Regions from separate parts of the Oryctolagus cuniculus genome. Here region 2 is linked to region 1. A link is a contact called in public Micro-C data. All regions are on one chromosome and are shown on one strand. Each heading gives the region's core, a stretch centred on a gene start, on an enhancer-like site or on the middle of the called end of the contact. The rest is flanking DNA. Distances are from core to core; before and after follow the strand shown. Region 1 overlaps BFSP1 (beaded filament structural protein 1). Region 2 overlaps DSTN (destrin, actin depolymerizing factor).

Evidence for each region. Hi-C and Micro-C count contacts between places; a contact is called where the count stands out from the background.
Region 2: a contact with region 1 is called in a Micro-C map of ear pinna, with 13 times the contacts expected there. The contact joins two enhancer-like sites. A contact is called at or near these places in 5 of 6 Hi-C or Micro-C datasets (ear pinna, liver, psoas muscle and 2 more).

What each region holds. Positions count from the first base shown.
Region 1 is chr11:42,554,763-42,560,855 of mOryCun1.1, forward strand. All of the region lies in intron 1 of BFSP1 (beaded filament structural protein 1), which reads right to left. Among named protein-coding and RNA genes, the nearest start is that of DSTN, 27 kb to the right of the region's middle. Within about 2 kb of position 1,914, at least 1 of the 8 cell types and tissues checked has an H3K27ac peak or open chromatin away from gene starts, as enhancers often do.
Region 2 is chr11:42,619,857-42,625,522 of mOryCun1.1, forward strand. It overlaps DSTN (destrin, actin depolymerizing factor), which reads left to right. Exons shown (of 5, transcript XM_070052118.1): 5 at 1-535. It overlaps RRBP1 (ribosome binding protein 1), which reads right to left. Exons shown (of 23, transcript XM_070052116.1): 21 at 5,604-5,666; 22 at 5,176-5,319; 23 at 4,403-4,922. The coding sequence ends at 4,887. Among named protein-coding and RNA genes, the nearest start is that of BFSP1, 38 kb to the left of the region's middle. Within about 2 kb of position 2,560, at least 2 of the 8 cell types and tissues checked have an H3K27ac peak or open chromatin away from gene starts, as enhancers often do.

The DNA.
Region 1 (6,093 bases), core at 664-3,163:
GTAGTCAGGGTGCCCACAGCAGTTCTTACAACAATTGAAGGAGAACCATTCATAGTTCTGGCATCCCCTATGGAGCCAGTCCCTGTCCTGGTTCCTCTGCTTCCAACGAGGCCCCCTGCTAGCATACCTGGGAGGCACAATATGATGGCCCAAGTATTTGGGTTCACAGCACCCACATCGGAGACACAGATGTAGCTCCTGCCTCCTGCTAACACTTTGATCTCAGACTACTTGCAGCCTCCAGGATTTTAAGGTGCAAATCCCCCAGTCTGTGTTATTCTGTTTGTCAGCCCTAGCAAGCTCCTTGAGGACTCTTACATTCTGATTCTGATTCTTCCCCAGAACATGCAAAGATCCACCACAAGAGGGCCACACTGCACTGAAGTTGATGCTCATCCCACAGAGGGTGAAAGCAGAGAAGAGGGGTGCAGACGGAGGCGCAGATGCACCGCTTGAGGCCTTTCCAGCAACTTGGATCAGCTCCAGAGGCAGATCAGCCTCGGAGAGTTCCACCTCGAGCAAGGTGGTCAACGACCCAGCAGCAAAAGCACAGGCCCCGGGCTCCCAGCAGCCCACTCCTTCAGGCCCCTGTCTCTGAAGACAAACTGCTCAGTGCGACTGGGAGTGATGAGTTAGCATGAGGGTGACAGACACACTCAGAAGCTAGCTGCCTCTCCAGCTGCACACGTGTGCTTCATCTAAAGATGTTCCGGAAAGGGCAGCCTGAGATTCAAACACTGTTAACGTTAAGAGGGCACTGAGGGGCCAGCGCTGTGGCGTAGCAGGTAAAGCCGCCGCCTGCAGTGCTGGCATCCCGTGTGGGCACTGGTTCAAGTTCCAGCTGCTCTACTTCCTGATCCAGCTCCCTGCTATGGCCTGGAAAAGCAACACAAGATAGCCCAAGTCCTTGGGCCCCTGCACCCACGTAGGAGACCTGGGGGAAGCTCCTGGCTCCTGGCTTCGGATTGGCGCAGCTCTGGCCATTGTGGCCAATTGGGGAGTGAATCATTGGATGGAAGACCTCTCTCTCTCTCTCTCTCTCTCTGCCTCTCCATCTCTCTCTGTGTAACTCTTTCAAATAAATAATAAATTAAAAAAAGAAAAAGAAATTCAAGCCAGTACTGGAAAACCCAAATCTTTCTGACCTAAGTGTTTTCCTTGTCTCTTTCATGGATAGCGCCAAAAAAGGCATCCTGAATACGATGCATGCTGTTGAACTGGACTCTGGACTGGAAAAAAAAAGGCTGGAAGGGACCTTAGTGTGATGACTGGTGACGGTTGATGAGAGACCGTGGATTAGATAATGATATTGTAACATAGTAGAGACACCTGATTTGGTCATTGGTTTTGTAATATATAAGAAAATGACCTGTTCTTAGGAAAGACATATCGGGTTAGGGATGAGGAGGCAACAATATCAAATCTACTCTCTGGTGCAGAAGTTAAATTATATGTATATGCATTTCTATAAAGAAATTATGGGCATTTCACAAATAAACACATAGAATAATAAAGCAAACGGAGCCAACTGTAAATAATTGATGGATCTGTGTAAAGGGAGTAGAGAAGTGCCTTGTATTCCTTGCAACTGTTCTGTAAGTTTGACACTGAAATCAAAGAAAAAGCCACACCCCCAGATTTCGAAGACCTCTGAGAAAACTGTGCTGAGAACAGATGTTTCTTCAAGGTAGCAAAAAAAAAAAATGTAAAATTTCTCCTGTGATTCACAAGATGGTATCAAGGTCTCAGCACCCAGGGTTTTATTCATAGCTGGGATGAGAGTTTAAATCCTACCACACTGATGTTAATGATTGTAGGGAGTTCGGGACACGCCCGGACTTGCCTGCCTGCACACAGGTTGACGGGGCACAGCCTTAGTCACTGAGACTTTGTCACACTCTGGTTACACAAGGAAAATGGCCACACCCGTGACCTCAGGCCTGTAGAGATAAGTCGTTAACCCAGGAGGCGCCATCCTCTGGACTGAGTTGGAAGAAATCTCTTTCACAGTCATAGTTTCTGTGAATAAAAACCGAGTCATGGGATTTGTATTTTCTGCTCTATACTTCTCTTTGTGACATCCTTAAACAGACCCACCACCACTCACCCGCTGAGTCAGCCTCCGTCTGAACCACGGCCCATTGCACACCCACTCTGCCCTAAAAAGAGCACCTTCCAAACCCTGCTTTTTACCGATTAGGAGATGGATCCCAAAGGACCGGGCACACACATCCAAGGCAGCATTTCTGATGGAAATATATGGGAAATCCTGGCTCCTGGCTTCAGGCTGGCCCAGCCCTGGCTGTTGTCGCATTTGGAGAGTGAACCAAGCAGTTGCAAGATCTCTCTCTCAAACCAGCATTCCAATATGGGATGCAGGCATGCCAAGCAGTAGCTTTACCCACTATGCCACAACGTATGTTTTCTCTGTCACTATGCCGTTCCAGTAAGGAAACAAACATACCTTTGGGATATCCATTGCTTATATAGGCCCAGGGCCACGTTACTGCTGATATTAATAGGAGCTGTCTGAAATATCTCATAAGACAGCATGTTCTGTCTCCCCAAGTTCATGAACTTCCCAGTTTAGTTTTGAAACTAGGAGAGATGGGGCCGGCACTGTGGCATAGTGGGTTTAAAATCCCAACCTGCAGTGCCGGCATCCGTATAGGCATTGGTTCAAGTCCCGGCTTCTCCACTTCCGATCCAGCTCTCTGCTATGGCCTGGGAAAGCAGTAGAAGATGGCTCAAGTCCTTGGGCCCCTGTACCCATGTGGGAGACCCGGAAGAAGCCCCTGGCTCCTGGCTTCGGATTGGCTCAGCTCCAGTAGTTGTGGCCATTTGGGAAATGAATCAGTGTATGGAAGACCTCTCTCTCTGTCTCTACTTCTCTGTAACTCTGTCTTTCAAATAAATAAAATAGATGTTTAAAAAAAAAAAGTAGGATAGATAATACCCACAAGCAATTTTATTAGCCAGTTTCATATTCTGCACCCAATTTAAGAGTCCAGTAAATGATACTAAGCCCTGACTCTCAGGCCTAAACTCCACAGGAAGTTTTCTGATGAAATTTCTAAGAGTATTAGCCAGCGCCGTGGCTCAATAGGTTAATCCTCCACCTTGCGGCGCCGGCACACAGGGTTCTAGTCCCGGTCGGGGCGCCGGATTCTGTCCCGGTTGCCCCTCTTCCAGGCCAGCTCTCTGCTATGGCCAGGGAGTGCAGTGGAGGATGGCCCAGGTGCTTGGGCCCTGCACCCCATGGGAGACCAGGAAAAGCACCTGGATCCTGGCTCCTGCCATCGGATCAGCGCGGTGCGCCGGCTGCAGCGGCGGCCATTGGAGGGTGAACCAACGGCAAAGGAAGACCTTTCTCTCTCTGTCTCTCTCTCTCACTGTCCACTCTGCCTATCAAAAAAAAAAAAAAAAAAAAAAAGAAATTTCTAAGAGTAACCAGCTTACAGAAGATTGATATTGTTTGACAGCATCTGACCCAAATCCAAAGAACCACCTATTCCTGCCATCTGAGTTATTAGGTCATCTGGACAGGGGCTATGGTGATCTGACTGCTATCTTTCCCTATACCTGACAAAGCAGCTGGCCCTCCCAGAAAGCATCACCTGCCCATGTTGCCCTCTTGGTTTGACAAATGAAAGTCACTGGTGGGGCCAGCACTGTGGCATGGCAGGTAAGGCCGATGCCTGCCGTCCTGGCTTCCCATATGGGCACCAGTTCTAATCCCAGCTGCTCCTCTTCTGATCCAGCTCTCTGCTATGGCATGGGAAAGCAGTAGAAGATGGCCCAAGTCCTTGGGCCCCTGTACCCATGTGGGAGACCTGGAAGAAGCTCCTGGCTCCTGGCTTCAAATCAGCGAAGCTCTGGCCGTTGTGGCCAACTGGGGAGTGAACCATCAGATCGAAGACCTCTTTTCTCTCTCTCTCTCTCTCTCTCTCTCTCTCTCTCTCTCTGCCTCTTCTTCTCTGTATAACTCTGGCTTTCAAATAAAATAAATAAATACTTAAAAAATAGAAAGAAAGTCACTGGCAGGAGATCAGAAAGGCTCCCTCCAGCTTCCCTCTTGTTCCTAACATTGTCTTCCAGGGTTCTTTCCTCTTGTGCCTTTAGGCTCCGGGAGTGGTACAGACTTTCTGTTTTGCTAATTCCTGGGCACTTTGTCATGCTTTCTTGATTCCTTCAACCCAGTCTACCCTTCTGCAAATTGTTCCTTCATTAAAGTCTCAAGTTAAACCTTCTCTTTATGCCCTTTACTTCTTACTAGACACAAAAGAATCCTATAGATGTCAACTAGTAAAGCTTCTCACAATGGAAACCTGATAAAATAGTTAAAGAGGGCAGGCATTTGGCACTGCAGCTAAGGGGCGCCTGCTTTGTTCATCTGTATCGTGTGAGAGTTGAGTCTCAGCCACTCCACTTCAGAGCCAGCTTCCTGCCGACAGGTACCCAGGGAGACACCAGAGGATGGCTCAAGTACTTGGATCTCTGCTGTCCACCTGAGAGACTGGGATAAAGCTCCTGGCTCCTGGATTAGCCTGGCCCACCCCGACTGAGGTAAGCATCTGAAAAGTGAACCAGCAGACAAAAGATCTGTCTCTATCAAATAAAATAATAAATAAATAATTTTTAAAAGATTTGCCTGGTGCCGCAGCTCAATAGGCTAATCCTCCGCCTTGTGGCGCCGGCACACCAGGTTCTAGTCCTGGTCGGGGCCCCGGATTCTGTCCCGGTTGCCCCTCTTCCAGGCCAGCTCTCTGCTATGGCCAGGGAGTGCAGTGGAGGATGGCCCAAGTGCTTGGGCCCTGCACCTGCATGGGAGACCAGGAGAAGCACCTGGCTCCTGGCTTCAGATCAGTGCGGTCCATTGGAGGGTGAACCAACGGCAAAAGAAAGACCTTTCTCTCTCTCTCTCTCTCTCTCTCTCTCACTGTCCACTCTGCCTGTCAAAAAAAATAAAAATAAAGTAAAAAGATTTATTTATTTATTTGAGAGGCAGGGAGAGAGAGAGAGAGAGAGTGAGAGAAAACCATCGCTGGTTCACACCCTAAATTGCTGCAACAGCCAGAGCTGGGCTAATCTGAAGCCAAGAACACATGAGTGCAGGGTTCCAAGGACCTAGACCATCTTCGGCTACTTTCCCAGGCACATTAGCAGGGAGCTATATGGGAAGTGGAGCAGCCAGGACTTGAACAGGCACTCATATGGGATATTGGCACTGCAGACAGCCACTTTACCTGCTATGCCACAGGGCCAGCCCCTAAATAAATACATTTTTAAAACATTAGATACAGGATAAATGGACTTAGAAACTTGAAATGAAAGATAGGGTTTTTTTTACTTATAAGTGCTCACCATTTGAAAAACATGCTTTAAAATTGCAGATGAGAAATGTCATTGACAGTTATGACCTCTCTCGATGTGACCACTTATTCATTAGTATAACACTCAATTTCATGATCTAGTTCTTCTGTATTTTTTAAACAAAGGGCATAGCATTTTATTTTTATTTATTTTTTAAAGATTTATTTTTTTGAAAGTCAGAGTTACACAGAGAGAAGGAGAGGCAGAGAGAGAGAGAGAGAGGTGTCTTCCATCCATTGGTTCATTCCCTAAATGGCCAGAGCTGGGCTGATCCAAAGCCAGGAGCTTCTTCCAAGTCTCCCACGTGCATGCAGGAGCCCAAGCACTTGGGTCATCTTCCACTGCCTTCCCAAGTCTTAGCAGAGAGCAAGATTGGAAGTGAAGCAGCCAGAGCTCAAATGGGTGCCATATGAGACACCAGCACCACAGGCAGAGGCTAAGACCACTACCACAGCTTTGGCCCTGAATTTACTTTTATTTATTTATTTATTTATATCTTATTTGAAAGGCAGCGAGAGATCTTCCAACTGCTGGCTCACTCTCCTAATATCTGTAACAGGCAGGCCTGGGCCAGGCTGAAGGCAGCAGCCTTCAACTCAGTCTGACAACTGCCCCCCAGGATTTGCACTAGCAGGAAGCTGGAGAGGAAGCAACGGGTCCAGGACTTGATGCAGGTGCTCTGCTATGATATGCAGGTGTCCTGAGCAGAGATTTAACTGA
Region 2 (5,666 bases), core at 1,310-3,809, 66 kb after region 1:
TTGCCTCAAAATTGTGTCCACTTACGATTCACGCTGATCTTGCAAAAGCACTATTTCAGGCATGCCGATGGAAGCAGCTCCTGCACCTGCGGTGCCTTTGCTACTCGCAGGTGGGGAGACTGGAGAGTCACCTTGCATCTTGGAATTGGTGGTGTGTCCTCAGGAGAATGTGCAGTGTCTTGTAACAACTAATTACAATGCAAATTAGGGCTCCATTGTAATGCGCTTTGTTAATGAAAATGATAAAATGATATATTGATGAGCTAGGACACCTGTGATTTTTTAAAAATTGCGTCTCTGTCGAAGCATTGCTGTTTCTGGGACAGTACAGTGTGGAAGAACATTGAGTGTGTGCTCGCGCCTGGGAGCTGTTGCTCAGCTGTGAAGCGGGGAGCGGGTGCCACGGATGACATTGGAAGTGATTGTCATTAAACATCACAGGCATAAAACACTTTGAACAACATAGAGGTGCACAGTCAAACTTAGAAGTAGCAGTTACTGGCTTTATGTAATAAAGGAAGCATTTATAACTTAATCTCTTGTGTAATTATTCATGTGTGAATTTGCCTTCCATGTGGGGTAAGACATCGAGGCCTGAGTATTTGTGACAGGAGTTTTTATTCCAAATTTCCCCAAAATGCCAAGCTTATCTTTTTCAGAATTTACTATAAAACAGTACTGGCTGATTGTCATTCTTTAATCCCGAATTTGTTTACTGCAAAGCAGTGTTTTGAGTGAGTGACCGTATGTTAATAGGCCTCCAGGCAATCCGCGCAGGCCCAAGGCTGCCCTACTTGGCAGTCTGTAGGTAGAGCCAGGTTTTGGGTCAGGTGTGTTAGAGTCCGTTTTGTGGTTTCTGCTGTGGCGTGTGACCCTGCTACAGTACCTGCCGTTCTCTGCTGCAGCAGTGCAGGCTGCTGGGCACGTAATGTGACGCAGACATCTCCCACAGCACTTTGCTCTTAGTCCAGAAGTTTGGAAGATGCTGATGAATACACATCTCTCTACCTGGGGGAGTGGTGTTTTTTTGTTTTTAAGTAATTTCAGACAGAGAGCTTCTACATGCTGGTTTACTCCCCAGGTGCCCACATTAGCTGAGGCTGGGACTAGAGCCAGGGGCCAGGATTTCATTCCAAGTTTCTCGGCATGGCAAGAACCCAGTTATTTGCGTGATCAGCATTGGCAGGAAGTTGGAATCAGGAGCTGAAGCTAGAAATCTGACTCCAGGCATTCCCAGATGGGATGCAGGTGCCTTAATCTGTGTCTCGGCTGCTAGGCCAAACACCCACTCCTAGGGCAACTGAGGTTGGGGCCAATACAAAATGGGGGTTTAGACCTCAGTTGACAATTATTAGAAGTAAAACTGCAGGTATACTCTGCTTCTGGCAAACACATTACAAAAATGTATGCATGGGAAGCTGACTTAGGGTTCAGATACCTAGTGGCTGCTCTTTGGCCTTTAGAGAGGTGAGTAAAGCCAGTGCTAACAATTCAGAGATTGCCCATGATGTTTGTTGTTCCAGAGAATGTAGTCTCTGAGGACACAGCGAACACACTGACGTGGATAGCAGAATTCGGTCCAGTCTCGTGGGCTCCTTCATGTGAAACTGCCCCGAGTACTGGCTGCTCCACACCTGGGAAGGCAGCTTCTCCTTGACAGGTGCCTTGCCCTTTGGGCCATCGGAGCCTGGATGCGCCAAGGACATACTGCTTTGTGATCGGGGCTGTTTCTGAAATGTAATAGGCCCTGGACTGGGTCCCAGTTGGGCTGCAGCCGGAAAAAGGGACATGGATTGCATGGTGGCAGAGTGATGAGAGGGTGTTCCGGAAGCCAGGCTTCTAACTTGCGGTGCTCTGGCTGGCTGCCCAGGGCTCTCCTTGGACTCTGGCCAGTCCCCTTAGTAGCCAGCCCAGAGGTAAAGTAATTGCCACAGGTCACTTGACTTGTGACTGCTGGGACAAAACCCTGCATCTCCTGGTTTCTCATCTGAGCCATTCCCTTCCCCCCTCTGGTGAGGTCATTTCTAACATCTGGAACTCAGAGCTACCAAAGGAGATGTGAAAGGGACAAGAAGGGAGACATTTCTTCTGTTCCCTGGGCTGACCAAAACCTGACGGGAGCTGGCCTACGCATCTGCCTGCCCTGCGCTGCTCCCTCCTCCAGCTGCTGCCTGCAGACCCTGGGCCTGTGCGTTATGGTCAGTAGCCCACAGGTGAGCAGTCAGCTGGCTTATGAGCCCTGTCTGCACGACGGGCTTCCAGTAATCGCGGTGCTGCTTCCGGGGTGTGTGGGCCTCCACGAAGTGTTGGCTCATCTCTGGGGATCTTGGTTGGATTCACCCTTAAGGGAGGCTTTTTTGGACTTGGAAGACCAGCGTTTCCTGTTGGAAGCCAGCTGTCCAGGGCTGCCCAAGCACCACACTGTGGGACAGGCCACGAGCCAGGCTCCTGTGGAATCTGTAGCATGCTGACTCTCGCAAGCACTCCGCTGTCTGCTGGAGTGGAACTTTGTCCTGGAAGGTGTGGGGGCAAGGCTTGCCTGATGCCTGGCAGATTCAGGCTCCCTCTGCTGGCCTGGGAGGTGCCACTGCTGGGCCTCAGGGCCGCGGAGGCAGGCGGGCAGAACTTTGGACTATGGTAGGAGTGCAGGTTGCAGGCGGAAGTTTCCCTCAGGGGCATCTTAGGGAATTGGCCAGGCCAGCCGGATGGGGGCTCCGCACAACATGTACTGCAGCTGCTTTTGTCCTCTCCTGCCCTAGAGCCAGACGCTGGGCTCTCACTGTGCTGGGGAGAGGGACTGTAGCCAGAATCCAGGGCGCAGTCACTGCTCTCTTGGAGCCCAAAGGCAGAGCTTGGCACCCCCAGCATCCTAGTCTCTCCAAGGTCTCCCTTTCCCTCTGCAGTCCTGGGCCTTGAGGGCATCTCAGCAGAGCCTCCAAGTCTGCGGTGTGGCAGGGAGGCGATCCTTGGGAACATAGGCTCCCAGGCCCACTGTGGTAATCCAAGAGTCCCGATGCAGGCACAGGTCTGGCCTGCTCCCCAGCCACTCACCACGGCCCCAAACGACTGACCTTGCCCAAGGCCACTGGTACACTGGACTCCCCCCCACAAGCCTGCCCTCCGGCACTGGGTACACAACAGGGTCCGTTTTGAGGCACTGTGGGGCTCAGCAGCTGCTATTCATGGCAGTCTAAAACCAGTGTCTTCCCTCCCATCCTGACTCACCCAGGTTGCTGATGCACTGCCCAGTGTTAAGTGTGGAGGTGGATTTGAAACCTGACCTGTTACCAGGTGAGGTCCCTTCATTTCCATGGGGTTTGGTCTGGGCGGGTACAGGCATCAGGTTTGGGCACTGGTCACTTCCTCCCACTGTCTCCTGGCCAGAAACCAGGGGGTCGGCGCTCCAGCCCCTTCTGCCACCTCAGAGTTCTGCAGGTGCTGTCTGCCCTTGCTGAGAAACCCTCTGTGCACCTCCTGCCTTTCACCACGTGGCTCCTTGGTGCTTTCCCCTCCCTGCCTCACCCCCGAGCATACCTGAACCTCTGTGCCTGCGGTTCCCAACAAGTGCCACCTTTTCTGGTGAGCTCCAGGTTAAGCCCACTCTTGGAGGGAGGTACTTCCCAGACTCCTAGCACCTTGTTTCCAACAGGCTAGCAAGGGCCACACCCAGGCTCAGTTGGGGGTTGTGGGGGGTAGGGACACTCCCAGAAGAGTTGCACCTACCACTGGAGGGACCGTGGGGGTGCAGAAGCCCAGGGCAGTTCTGGCTGTAGGCCCGCTACTCCCCACCCCTGCAAGTGCTGTCTGAGTGCCCAGCTTTGCTCAGCCATTGGCCAGCCGGCACCTCCTTAGGCTTCCGAGGCTTGGCCAGGGGAAAGGAAGTGGAGCAGCTCTGGGAGGCAGCTCCGGGACATAACTGCCTGGCGCCTGCCACCTGCCACTCAGGCCCACCTCCCTTTCCTGGCTTGGTCCAGGCACTGTGCTGACTGAGCCTCTTCTGCGTCAGTTCCTGCTCCTGTTGTTTTCCCTCAGGAACCAGGAGCCCTGGCTGCGGGTTTCCAAGGACACCCGGTCTTCCACCTGTGAGGCTCTGCTTCCAGGTGCTTCTCTGGCCAGTACCACCCCCTCCTGAGGTATGGACCTTGCCAGCCAAGCCCCCTGTGCATTGCTGGGCTCACTTCACGCAGGCTACCCACAGCTCTGCTCATGGGTAGGGGAGGGTGGTCAGCGCATCTGGCCACCAGGGTCTTAGGCCCTGCTCCCTTGTGAGGCGATGGGAAGGGCAGGAAGCAGCAAGTTTTATCCCCATGCTTCACAGAGCTGTCAGTCCCCTCAAGGGAACTGAGACCCAAGCTTGCTCTCTCCCCCAGGGGGCGCCCCAGCACCAGACGACACTTCTGCGCTGGGCAACAACGTTGGTTTTAATGGCATTAACATCCAGGAGGTAACACCAGTTCCGGTTGGCAACTCGCAGGGGTCAGGGGCTGCAGCCAGGCTGAGTGGGGCTGGGCTGCGGCCCTCCAGTTTGCCCTGCAGCTTCTGAGCACTTGGCCCGGGCCGGCTGCCTCCCGCCCCACTGCGGAGACACAACAATTGCACTGATTGCCATGGAGATCCGAGCTCCCGGCCTCCCAGCTAACCCCCAGGATCTGCCCGAGTTGCGCAGCCCTCATCCAGGGCTGCTGGGCTCGCGGGCATAGTGTTTATCCACCGAGACAAAGGTTCTTTGACGAATGGCAGTCTGCAAGCTTCGTCTCTGATGGCTTCTCCCGGAGCCCCTGGAGGGTGGGCCTGGTGAACGCTGTGGCGGTTGGCTGATTTACTTGTAAAAGGAATGTGTAAGGCATTTTGGTAAAGTTAACAGTAGGGTCTTCGGCAGAGGAGACTCAGACGGAGGTACCCTCCTTGGCGCCGTTCCCGTCCTGTGGATAGTGGAGAGCAGTGTGAAGGGGAGGCTGGGCCACCAGACTCTGGGCCTGTGGGGCTTGAGGACAGAAGGGTCCGTGCAGGCGTGGAGTAAGGACCAGGCCTTATGGGCTGCTGGCCAGGTGACAAGTCTGTCCTCACCCCCCCCGCCCAGGGTGGTTGGTCCTACCTGTCCTGCCTTCCGGGGCTCCCAGCACCTCCCACAGCCCCTGGAGGCCAGCACGGCGGCCCCGCGTGAGCAGCACTCACTGTTTTTGCCAGCTGCTCCTGCAGTTTCTTCACTGTGTCTTTCTCCTTTGCTAGCTGCTCCTGGGTTGTCTTCAAAAGCTCCTGCAGTTTGGTGGCAGCGCGCCCCAGGTCACTTGTTAACTTCTTCTCTTTGTCTAGTCGCTCCTGCAGCACAGGAGGTCCAAGGGGGTCACGTGTACAGAGCCATGCCCACAGGTCCTACCCTCTGGGGACTGGAGTGCTGGGGGCAGTTTCTGTCCCCCAGAGAGGAAAGGCCTGGTCCCCCACGTTCCCTGCAAGGCTGGACCTGCTTCAGGGGCCTCAGCATGGCTCCCAGCCCCCATGCAGGTGGTGCCTGAGCTGGCCCAGGCGGGGTTGGCTCTCCCCTGCTGACCCTTCCGAGGCCACGAAGGGCCCTGGCCTTGGCACACACCCCAGCCAGCCCCTACCTTCAGCTGCACGGCTTCCTCTGCGCCTGGGGACTCCAGGGGGCCGGTGGCGCGAAGCTTTTC